Regions from separate parts of the Mus musculus genome. Here region 2 is linked to region 1. The links are chromatin contacts, called in public HiChIP or PLAC-seq maps. All regions are on one chromosome and are shown on one strand. Each heading gives the region's core, a stretch centred on a gene start, on an enhancer-like site or on the middle of the called end of the contact. The rest is flanking DNA. Distances are from core to core; before and after follow the strand shown.

Region 1 (5,966 bases), core at 1,741-4,240:
CTCGGGATGTGAGTTTAATCCCTGGAACCCATGAGAAGTTGGGAAAAAGATTCCACTCCACAGAGATGCTCTCTGCCTTCCAAATACGGATCCCAGTACACACACATACATGACACTAATAGCAAACTCAGTGATTATTTAAAGTATATTTGAAATAAATGAAACTGCAAAACTTAGGGCCGGTGCCTGACAATGACAACCCACACACTACATTATCCATTTACTCATTTTAAGACAGAGTAACATGCAAGCAAGTGCTCTATCACTGTACTACGCCCCTTCCTCATCATGGTTGGTTAGTCTATCATCCTATTCATGTTGTCACAAAAAACAATGAAACGTTTCTCCAAGCAGAGGACAAATGACTTCTTGTCATCTCTCCTTCTTTGGTCCCTGTCTTGGTCTACCATCACTAATCACACCAGAGTGACACCGAGCAAGAAATAGTTAAATATTTGGGATACAGATGTAAATATTTGGGGTATTGGGTACAGATACAAATGTAGGGGGTGGGGAGATGGCCAGGATTTTTTTGTTTTTGTTTATTTGTTTGTTTGATTGTTTTTGAGATGAGGTCTCATGCAGCCCAGGCTGGCCTTGAACTCACTATGTAGCCAAGGCTAGCCTCATTCTTGTGATCTTCCTGCCCACCAGCTCTCAGCTTTTTACAGAAGAGCATTTTCTTGGTTACATAGAATCCTCCCTCTGGCAACAGGCAGGGCCAGTGTAGCTGCTGCTGCCTCTTCTGACTCCATGAAAGTTTGCCTCCACCGGGGAGCTGCGTGAGCCACCTGAGACAGCTTACCTTGTGTAGGCGCAACACAATGCTGTCAAGGCCAGAGTCTCCAGGCAAGAGATGACCTTGCAGTGCACACTCAGCTTTGCCTGGAACTGAGAACTGTTGCAGGTCACTAGGCCTGCCTCTTAAGTGTCAGAATCGTTCCCATAGGGAGATGCTATGGCTGTCTTCATATTGTTACTTTAAAAAAACTTAGCAGCAACCATAGTGAACCTACTTACTCTGTAATCTAATGGGATAAGTAGACTCCAGGGAGAGAAAAAGCTACAATAGTAGCAATCTGGGTGGTCCAGCCATCTAACCGGCTGTCTGTCAAGGTAACGACCTCCCTCCCTGCCTGTACCACACAAGCAACTTGGGCATCCACTCTCAGGTTAGTAGACGCTTTGAAGGGATCACACTTTAGCGGATGCTGAATCGGACGAGCACAGGTGTTCCTTCCAGCTCTGATCGCCTGTTAGCCATTGAGTCAAAGGACAATTACACAAGCTTCCATTTTGCTTGGTTGTGTAGACCTAGACTTTGGATAACAGATGGGGAAACAGACTTTGAAACTAAAAGCCCAAGAACTAGCAGGCTATTTTTATCAGGTGGTTTTGTGTAAGCCTCGGGTTTTAAAAGTTCCCTGAAAAAAAAAAAAAAGTTGTTTGTAGGACTATGCTTGCTTACCAAGACTCTGGTCGGCAGGATAGATCTTAGTAATCCATGGAGAGCAGGCACCGTGGACACGTGCCTAGGTAGTCAGTAGCAGATCATTTATCAAAGCTTACTGCAGTTCCACAAGGACACCCCCAGGGGCTTCCGTTCCGTTTGCTTTGTAAGGAAATATGGCGGGAATTACAGGAACCTTCACTCTTTCTTGTAAGTTAGAGAGAGGCTGCTTCTGAATGAAATTCTGAACTCACAATTGAGGTGAGACCTCTGTGGGATCCCCCTCTGCTGCACTTGGAGACTTCCTGGGACTCAGAGTCCACCCACTTCCTGCTCCTGTGCCCATCACCAGCCCTGGTGTGCTTTGGGGCAGTGCTGGCTGCAGATGCAGCCCCTTGCTCTCCTGCTGAGGCAGCCTGCTCAGCTGTGAAGCTGCCTTGAAGATCACCTCTGACCAGGCTTAAAGCTCTGAAGAAAGAGGCTCTGAGAGCTCTGAGCTTGCCCCCAACCCCAGTCCCCAGCACGGACATTTTTGTTGTTTGCTTAGTATAAATAAGATCATTTGGATATAAATTCTGTCCCCGCTGTTATTATACAAAAACAGCTTTCCTATCTTTGGACTTTATAAATTTACTGTCTGTATAGCCTTTCCATAACAGAACATAAAACTCTTCCTCTCTGACGTTTCCCATTACGTTTTGAGTGTAAACTTAAAAAAAAAAAATTACCCAGTAAAATTCATTTATTTGGAATCAACCTTTAATAAGATCAGGGAAATCTAGAAATTTGGGCAAAAGTTACATGGACAACAGGGGAGGACTAATACAGGGAGTGAGGCATCTGGATAGTGAGGGCTCTGGGGAAAGGAGGTAGGAAAAGTTTAATCAGAGAAATACTAGAAGAAAACTTGATGAAATCCAGGCTGTGTCTTCAGATTGAAAGGTTCGGTAGGCTGCCTTCCTCACGAACTAGAACACCGTGAAGCCCTTCGCTGTGAAATCTCGAAAGCCCTGGCTATAAAGAGAAGTTTCTAGAAAGCTTCAACTTCCTGTTTCCCTAAGGTTCACTCTGAATTTATCTCTGAATTCTCCCATTACGGTTCCTCTTGTTCTTCCTATTGGAGATGGAAGTTTGTCACATACTCAAAACAATATCTTCTCCAACTTCTGTTTCTCCCTTTTTGAAACAGTTTCTCTAGATAGCCCAAGCTGATCAGGATATTGTGATGTACCCCAGGCTGGCTTTGAATTTTTCATCCTCCTGCTTAAGACTCTCAAATGCTGGAATTACAGGCTTGTACAGTTGGGTTCCTCCTCTCTGCACCATTTCTAAATCAGTTCGTCTCAGGCTGAGAATATATAGACTGTATATGCCGCCCAAGGAGCCATCTCTGCAGTAATCACCTGACCTGGGCAGTAGTCAAGTGTGGATCACATATGCACTTGCCCACAGCCGCCTGACCTCTATTACCAGGCTGTCTGCAGAGACTGGCTCCTACTGGCTCTGGCTGCACTCAACCAGCAGCAGCTTCTGGCTTCCTCCTGCTCATGCTGTCTCAACCCCGGGTGGTGGTAGGAGGTGAGATTAACAGGCAGGCAGCAACTGCCACAACACACACATTTTAAAATCGCCAACACCATTGTGAGAATTCTCTGGGATGAGTTCTTGATGGTACAGCCATCCATACTTCGCTACTACAGGGTGGGGGGTGTGGTTGAGACAGTAAAGACACACACACACACAGAGGGGGGAGGGGGAGAGGGAGGGAGGGGGAGAGAGGTAGAGTGGGAGGGGAAGAGGAACAGGGAGAGGGGGAGGGGAAGTGGAACAGGGAGAGGAACAGGCCAATAAAGAACATCCCTCCATGGCCTCTGAGAGAGGGAGAGAGGGAGAGGGGGAGAGGGGGAGAGGGAGGGAGGAGGGGAGAGGGAGAGGGAGAGGGAGGGGGAGGGAGAAAGACTGACAGCAGATGCAGGGACCAGCTATCATGTCTGATGCTCTGTCTGATTCGATACCTCTCTGATTCGATACCTCTCTCCCGCCTCCTTTGTGTTGTAATGATAATCGTTGTACTGGCTAGTTTTGTGTCAACTTGACACAGCTGGAGTTATCACAAAGGAGCTTCAGTTGAGGAAATGCCTCCATGAGATCCAACTATAAGGCACTTTCTCAATTAGTGATCAAGGGGGAAAGGCCCCTTGTGGGTGGGACCATCTCTAGGCTGGTAGTCTTGGTTTCTATAAGAGAGCAGGCTGAGCAAGCCAGGGGAAGCAGGCCAATAAAGAACATCCCTCCATGGCCTCTGCATCAGCTCCTGCTTCCTGACCTGTTTGAGTTCCAGTCCTGACTTCTTTGGTGATAAACAGCAGTATGGAAGTGTAAGTCGAATAAACCCTTTCCTCCCCAACTTGCTTCTTGGTCCTGATGTTTGTGCAGGAATAGAAACCCTGACTAAGACAGTTGTGTTATGCTCTTCTTGGGGATCATGATAAGCTCATACCTCTGGTTCCTTCTGGAATTATTTCATTAACCAAGTTCCTGTGTCTTTACAGATCAGAGATGCCAGAAGCTAAGCCAACATTCACCTTTTGGTGCATAACAAATGCCCCCCCCCCCCATTAATGGCTCAAAATAATGACTTGTGGTTCTGCAGTTCCGCAGTTCTCTTCTTCCAGCAAGTTCTCCCGGGACTGGTCACACAGCGACTGTCTTTTTCCGAAGAAGACGAGAAGCCAGAACCTCTTCAAGCTCCGGCTTAGGCCTTCGTTAGCCTTTGACCAGCTGCTATTGATCAAAACTGAGTGAAAGATTAGATTCAAGAGGTCCCTAACTGCTAGGAGGGAAACTTAAAGGTTTATTCTGGTCATTTTAACAATGCCATTGTTACAAGGTTTCAGTGGAGGAAAAAAACAGGATTAGAGGAGAAGAGAGAAAAAACCTTTGCTTTCCATTTATGTCGTCCTGTTTTTGTTAAGATATGAAAAATTGTGTGTGCTGAAATATACTTCAGCAACAATAATATTAAAACAGAATTCAAAGGATGTCTTGTAATACTTTAGTTAAACTTAATAATAATCTAACCAGTTTACATTTTAAAGAGCCAAGACACTCAGTCTGGGGTATGCTTTAGGATCTGTAAGACCAGAGTGGCAAAATCTGTTCTAAGGGCTGTGTTTATACACAATGTTCAGCATGGCAGCCTGGCCTTTAACAGTCAAGAGACTTGACTCCCATGTCATGCAGGGTGAATTGGGACTTGGAGAAATAGCTGGGCCCCTGCTGCATGGGCAGCTGGAATTATCACCTTGGACAGAACCACCGCAGTTCTTAAGCTTTAGTCCCCAAAGCAGCCACTCGAAACTGTGTATCTTTGCAAACGCTGGGCTTGTTCTTCATCAGAGTCAAGAATCACCCAGAGGAATTGTCTTCTGTTTTGTTTTTGTTCAGCAATTGGAACACAAAGTAGCAAGAGGCTGAGAGCAGCAGCCTCTTCATTACTTCTGATGTACTCCCCGTTCAGTCTTATCGCTCACCGGTCCTTCGTGACTCCCCAGATTGGACGCTGATAACTTGAAACAATAGACTATGCCACAGATATCCTTACAGATCCCTCCATGACTGATTTTTTCCATCCGGAATAAGCTTTCCTAAGTCCTGCTTGTTAAACATTGGTAAGAATAAGCTGGCTGTTCATTTAATGGTCATTAGAAGCCACCCTGGCCCTTACCAGGAAGGTCAAAGAGGAGCTGCCATCCGATGGATGCCTGATTTAACCGAACAAAGGAAATTGCTTTCACCGTTCACTCTGCCCTTCTAATTGAACTGAATGTCAACTTTCCACTCCATGTTCCCAGCAAACACTCATGTCGCTAATGCGTCCAGATCAAATCATTCTGCATCTGTCTACGCTGTGCCCTGGGACCACATACACTTCGGATGCATATTTATTCTGTGGATTTCATTTCCATGTTAATTAGAATGCAGGTTCCTGGAATTTTCTTTCTGAGTATAATCACCATCTTCGAGTCAGTCTGACGGAGATGGCTAGGTGCTGTTTACTTCATGAGAGATGATGTGCCTGCCTGGCTCTCCTAATCACTGGATGTTGACTTTCTAGATCAAAATTGCACCCCCATTCTTCCTAATAGAATAAGAATGTTCATTTGCTGAGGGCTTTCAGACTCTATTGGCCTGCTTCAGTGTTTTGACGAAGGCACTAAGCACAAACTGGTCATCAACCATTGTGACCTCTTGCCAACAGCCTCTGCTCTCTGCCTGTGTACTCTTCTTGAAAAGAACTAGTTTTATTACCCAATTCATACATGTAGAGCACCAAGGACTGGGGAGACAGCTTAGTGATAGAACATGCACGAGGCCCCATGTTCAGCCTGAGGTAGTGGCGCACACCTTTGACCCCAGCTCTTGGGAGGCCGCAAAGCAGGCAGCTCTCTGAGTTCCAGCCTGGTCTACAGAGTGAGCAGGACAGACAGGGATACACAGAGAAACCCTGTCACAC
Region 2 (5,966 bases), core at 1,396-3,895, 100 kb after region 1:
AATCTTTAAAAAAAAGAAAAAAGAAAGGTCAGAAATGCTTATAACTTATAATTGTTGGTTTAGTGGGTCTGTCAATAATGAAGATTTTCTAGCTATTGTAATGGTGACAGTGGGGATGGAATGATGACAGAAGAGACCCCCCCACCCCGCTTCCACCCCTCACCCCGTCAAGAACTGCAAACAGGGAATTACAAGAGCTCCCTGGTGTCCCGTCTGCGTGTGCTGCAGCCGGGATGGCCACAGGTAGTTGCCTGGATGTAAAATATGGCTCCCTTTTTACTTTCTCTGGGAATGGAGCCAATTGCTTAACCTTTCTGAGCTTTTATCTATAAAGCTGAGAAGAGGGCTACTTTACAAAGCTGTCGTGAAGACTGAGTGAGGACACGTGTAGAGGGTCACACCTTGACACAGACGTATTAGCTTCTGACCGCCGACCCCCAGAGTAAGTGTTAAAGTAAGGCGATAAGTCAAAGGGCTCTGGACAGTCCCGTGCGGCAGGAGAGACTGCAAACCCAGGGGACAAGGGGAGGGGAGAGCAAGCCCCAAACTGTCGGGATGTCTCGATGTCTCCTATGTCAGAGCTGCCCCAAAGCACCAGAGCTACTTGCAAATGTGGAGCCAAGGAGAGGTGTAAAGTAGAGTAGAGGAATGCATATCAGAGCTAGCTAAATCAGACCGCATCTCACATTACCCTTGAACACCCCTCTCTCTGAGCTGGGGATGACGGCAGCCATCCTTAAGGAATGGCTCTGAAGATTAAATGGAACCCTATATGAAAAGTGTTCATACATTTTTGTGCCCACAGCTCTGGGCACACGTTGTCCCTGTGGAGACCCCTGGGCTCAGGGACCGCGCTGCAGGACGCAGTGACGTTAGCGGTTAGTCAGCAGCAGAATCTAGACTAGGGTCAAGGATGGCCGGTCCTGTGCTGCGAAATCAAAATCACACTTTGTATTCATCCAACCTCACTTCACGCTGGAGCCTACGCTGCGTGCCTTCTGGGTGAGAGAGACTCTAGTGCACTCTCCTGAAGGACATTCCGAGTGAAACCATGTTCTTCCCCCACAGACCCAGTTCCACAGAGCTCAGCAGTCTGCACATTCAAGTAACGTCACTGTTGCTCACTGCACAGTTCTGGTTCCTCTCGCCAGCTAAGCTAAATATTTTTCTCACTTCACCCCTGAATGTACTCTGTTTTTTAACAGCGTATTAAGTTTTTTTACCAAAGGAAAATGAAAGCGGAAAAAAAATTAAAAATTTAAGTTCTGGGCTGGAAGAGATGGCCCAGCACTTAAAATCACTATGCTGCTCTTGCAGAGAACCCAAGTTCAATTTGGGGTACCCATACCTTGCAGCTCACAGTTGCCTGTAACTCTAGCTCCAGGGGATCCAACTCCTCTGGTCTCCTTGGGCACTTTGTATCTCTCTCTCTCTCTCTCTCTCTCACACACACACACACACACACACACACACACACACACACACACGGCTACTTGAAAACATCTTTAAAAAACAAAGCAAAGTCCTAAGTTCTATTTGTAATCAACAAACCTGTCTACTGCAGGCTACAGATCAAGTGAACTGGATCTATGTGCAATGCAATGGCATCTATTCTCTGTGAGCTGGAGTGAGGGGCCCTTTCTCACGATGGTTAAATTGTGTTCGCCGGGGTGAGGTAAGGAGGACAAGGAGGGAGACAGGTGCGATTGTTAAGCTTTGTGCTGGGTGTGTGGGGTGCGGTCTCTTGAGAGTCAGCTCCAAGAATCAGCAGGGGTATGAACTGGCAAAGAGAAAAGCGGGGTGATGGTTCTCACAGTATCCCCAGCACCTCAAACCAAAAAGCGAACACCCTAAAATTAAAATACCTATGCTCAGACCCAGGGATTGTGCTACAGTCCAGATCCTGGCTTTTGGGGGGGGGGGTCAAGGGATGTCACTTGATGAAGTTCCAAACTCAGTCTAAGGTTCTAAGAGAACCTCTGCTTTGGGGTGAAGATCAGATGGTGAGTCTTAGCTAGTCCTGTAAGCTCAGAAAGTCAGGCCTGGGGGAAATCCTACCTTCCTGATTGTGAAGAAATCGTGGCTTTCTCTAGCTTGCCTACAGTGGGAGCAGAAGCACTGAGCTGTGGGTATGTAACATGCCTGGGGAAGATTAAGGTAAGGCTCGGGAGAGAAAGTCCTCCAAGGACCCAGAGCAGAGTTGCTGAATGCTAACACTGGAATTCAGAGCTAAGAAGCAATGAGAGATGTTGGATTATGGCACCGAGGAGCCGCAGAAGATAAAGAAAGTAGAATGAGTCTGAAAGCGGACAGCTCTGCGCTCTGGGGTTAGCGTGCTGCCCCTGGTGAGGTTCGCCTTTGGTTGGACCTGTGAGGGGCACATTTCCCATGCTACCTCTGTGCCACAGGGACACCTGCCCTGCCACAGGCAGAGTAGCATGCGACTTTACTGGGCACCACTAGAGTATAGGCATTTCAGACTCAGAGTTTGGGTGTTTGCCTATGATGGGGGATTCTTCCAGAAACCAATGTAGGCATTTCTAGTATACAGAGAGAGTTTGGAACATTCCTTTCATTATAGTCTGTAGGGAGTGGAGAGGAGGAGACGTCTCAAAGGGGACCAGAGTTAAGGTGTGGAAGCCGGTGGCTAGAGACCAGACCAGGAAGGAAAGAGTCAGAATGGACCGGATTGGGGTGGGTCTGTCCATACTCTGAGACTAGGGCCCAGGGATGGATAACCTTTCACTTGTTCCCTTCTGACCCTTGGAGATTGAGTTGAAAGCCCCTTAGCCCCTGCCTCACAGGAACAATAATTACTCAGGTAAAGAACATAGTAGGATTGATGGCATCCAGGATAACTGAGTTTTTGTTTTTTGTTTTGTTTTGCTTTAATGACAGGGTTTCTCTGTGTAGCCTTGGCTGTCCTGGAACTCACTCTGTAGACCAAGCTGGCCTCGAACTGTTTTTGTTTTTTTAAGATTTATTTTATGTATATGAATATACTGTTGCTCTCTTCAAAGAGAGCATCGGATCCTATTACAGATGGTTGTGAGCCACCATGTGGTTGCTGAGAATTGAACTCTGGACCTCTGGAAGAACAGCCAGTGCTCTCAGCTGCTGAGTCATCTCTCCAGCCCTGACAATTGAATTTTACTAGTTTAAATTCCCTTTTGTAATTTATTCATTTTTTATTCTTTGCTACCACTGGAGATTGAACTCAAAGCCGTATATGTATGTTAGTCAAGGGCTCTATCACTGAGTCACACCCCCTAACGATCATTTTTACTTTTTAGATGGAAATCCCGACTCAGAGCTACATGAACTAAGACATCCAAAAACCATTTTCTAAACAGTAAGAGTATGCATGAACAAAATACTATTCTTTTTTTCTCTGTAGAGTTTAAGAAATAGAAATGTGAGAAAACGGCACTGGGCTCATTTCCCTGCTGAAGAAAGTTCTTGAGCACAATGAGTTGACGTCAGACTTGGTAAGGAGGAGGGTGATGTTGGTCTAGGGATGTGCTGGGTGGGCTATTGGAACTGACCTGAACCGTAGCTCAGCCTACTGCAGTAGGAAGCTAGGTATAGAGGGTGGTCCTGATGCTGTTCTCCAATTGGTTCTTGACCTATCAATAAAGATGCAAGGGGCCAATTGCTGGGCGGAAGGAAAGAGGCGGGACTTCTGGTCCCTGGAAGCAGGCAAAGGGACACAGGAGAGGAAGAGGATTTTCATATTGCTTAGGAGTGAAGAATAAAAATAAATAAATAAATAAATAATGACTGCCCTGAGAACATGGGCCCCGGCCCCCGGCCAGATGGCCTAATTCCCCGGAACTTTTGGGAAAAACAACCATAGAATGTTTCAATGTCCCAGGTGCCTTGAAGTAAATATCCGCCCCTAGACTTCCCCTATTTCCTCTCCGATCCTCCCCCTAGGTTGTGTTTTTTTGCCATTTTAAGCCTGCTGGAAAATAGGGTCGTGGTCGGACTCCTCTACCCCTCCGTGGTGTATGGGTCTCGACCTCAGCATGCTGGTTTGTGTGCCATTAAAACCTCGTGTGTTTGAAGCAAGCTTGACTGTTGTGGCTTTCTGGGCTCGCGATTCCTGAGACTGGAGTGAGGGTCTCCCTTCGGGGGTTCCTTCATGAGGAGGAAAAGCCAATCGGCCTTGTAAACCCTTTTTGTTTGTTTGTTTGTTTGTTTGTTTTTCGCGACAGGGTTTCTCTGTATAGCCCTGGCTGTCCTGAAACTCACTCTGTAGACCAGGCTGGTCCCGACTCAGAAATCTGCCTGCCTCTGCCTCCCAAGTGCTGGGATTAAAGGCATGCGCCACCATTGCCTGGCAGCCTTGTGAAATCTTGGGCGGAGTGACCACAGGCTGTTTCCTCAGGCTGGAGATTAGAAACGCTAGTGATGGGAGATTAGAAGCGCCCAGCTATTGAGCCAAGAAGGCAGGCTGAAATTGAGCACTGTGTGTGTGTGTGTGTGTGTGTATGTGTGTGTGTGTGTGTGTGTGTGTGTGTCATCCGCAGATCCGAGGGAACCTGGGTGGAGGCTGGTAGCACAGCCTGTTTCTGGAGTTTAAGGCAAGATAACAAAAGCTACACGAAACGCCCAGGAGCTGGCTGGATATCCCTGGAACATTTTGCTTTTTACATCAAGGATGCACTGAAGGGCTAGATGCAGCGGAAGGGCCCAGCTGGAGGGGAACAAAGCATCAAGGGTTTGTTCTCCTAATCCACGGTCAGGAATTGTTTGCCAAAATATGAAAGTGAGACGATGACCGAGCGTCACAAAGGAATGGCTCCAAAGATAAACCCATGGTGTGCTGGCGATGATGCTCTCTGCAGCGCAGAACCACTGTGTAGCATTGGTTTAGTGGTCTTTATGGGCCACTAAACCATTGAAAACTGAGTAAACAGAAGCGTGGTTCAAGATCGCTAAGTTAGACTTTTCTTTTTAACTTGGGAGAACACTGCGGTAATGATTTGTTTAAGCAAGGCCACAGGCTCTTCTATAAACAGGGCACCTTCAGGCCAGGCGGGTTATTCATGGTAGTACAAAAGAGAGACCCTGCTGTCTGACGTCCCTGTTTCCCCAGCCTGGCTGGTGTGGAGCTGTACTTGGCCAGGTAAAGGGATGTGTTGCATGCGACTCACACAAACCAGGCATTGCAGTTTCAGACCATCTACCAACACGATCCTGCTCATTTGCTTAGATTACTTTGTAGGGAGATTTCCAGACCCTGGGGTAGAAAACCAATCAGTGGGGTAGGGTGTGTGTGTGTGGGGGGGGGGGGAAACAACACACAGAGACACTGGAGGGGCTGTAAAGGAACAGGCAAGTGATGAGGAGAAGTGGATGATGCCTCTCTGAGGCTGAAGAGACCTCGAAAAGGGTGGCTGCTGTTGGGAACCCAGGGTTGGTTCCTGGCACCCAACGTGGTGCCTCTCAAGCACCTGCAACTCCAGCTAAGGGGAATCTAATGCTCTGTTCAGGCCTAAGTCGGCAGTGGCCTAATCTACGGCAGAAATGAAATCGGAGTCTAGAAAGGTATTTTGCAATCAAGGCCTGAGGAGCCTGGCCCTTATGTAAAACACTCACACGTACATGTCCAGGGCTGAGGAAGGCACTGTATCACCAGCAACATGGCTGTTCTGGGGCAGAACAAGTAACAGCGAAGGGTGGAGCTCTCAATTTCTTTTCCTGACCACTTTAACCCCCTTTGCCCTCTGCCTGTTCCAGCGTCTTCATGGAACAGAGGAGTACAGCAGAGCTTTATACCTGCCGGGATGGCGAGAGCATCCCCCGTTTGTCCCCCTCTGCCAGGCTCCTTCTCTACTCTTGTTTGCATCTTTCCCTTTCAGAAGCCCGCCCTCAACTCCAACAAGCATCTCAGTCCTAAAACAACCTAGGGAACGGCTCCTACTCAGCTATTCAGGAGGCTGAGGCAGGAGGACTGCTGT

The links. HiChIP or PLAC-seq counts read pairs in DNA pulled down with a chosen protein or histone mark.
Region 2: an H3K27ac HiChIP or PLAC-seq map of embryonic stem cells shows a contact between it and region 1, with 7 read pairs. The contact joins two enhancer-like sites. A contact is called at or near these places in 1 of 15 datasets of contacts at CTCF or cohesin (large pre-B cells), 11 of 484 Hi-C or Micro-C datasets (CD8 T cells, ECoMG myeloid progenitors, adipose-derived mesenchymal stem cells and 5 more) and 10 of 115 datasets of contacts at active chromatin or transcription factors (CD8 T cells, the HPC-7 cell line, acute myeloid leukemia and 3 more).

What each region holds. Positions count from the first base shown.
Region 1 is chr15:97,445,710-97,451,675 of GRCm38.p6, reverse strand. No RefSeq gene overlaps it. Among named protein-coding and RNA genes, the nearest start is that of Gm41393, 42 kb to the right of the region's middle. Within about 2 kb of position 2,990, at least 28 of the 459 cell types and tissues checked have an H3K27ac peak or open chromatin away from gene starts, as enhancers often do. A contact at or near this core is called in embryonic stem cells and extraembryonic ectoderm, where this site is marked.
Region 2 is chr15:97,343,755-97,349,720 of GRCm38.p6, reverse strand. The region is part of intron 3 of Pced1b (PC-esterase domain containing 1B); the gene reads right to left. It overlaps Gm33325 (a long non-coding RNA gene), which reads left to right. Exons shown (of 5, transcript XR_875640.2): 2 at 1,565-1,675; 3 at 3,398-3,488. Among named protein-coding and RNA genes, the nearest start is that of Gm33325, 11 kb to the left of the region's middle. Within about 2 kb of position 2,645, at least 20 of the 459 cell types and tissues checked have an H3K27ac peak or open chromatin away from gene starts, as enhancers often do. A contact at or near this core is called in embryonic stem cells and extraembryonic ectoderm, where this site is marked.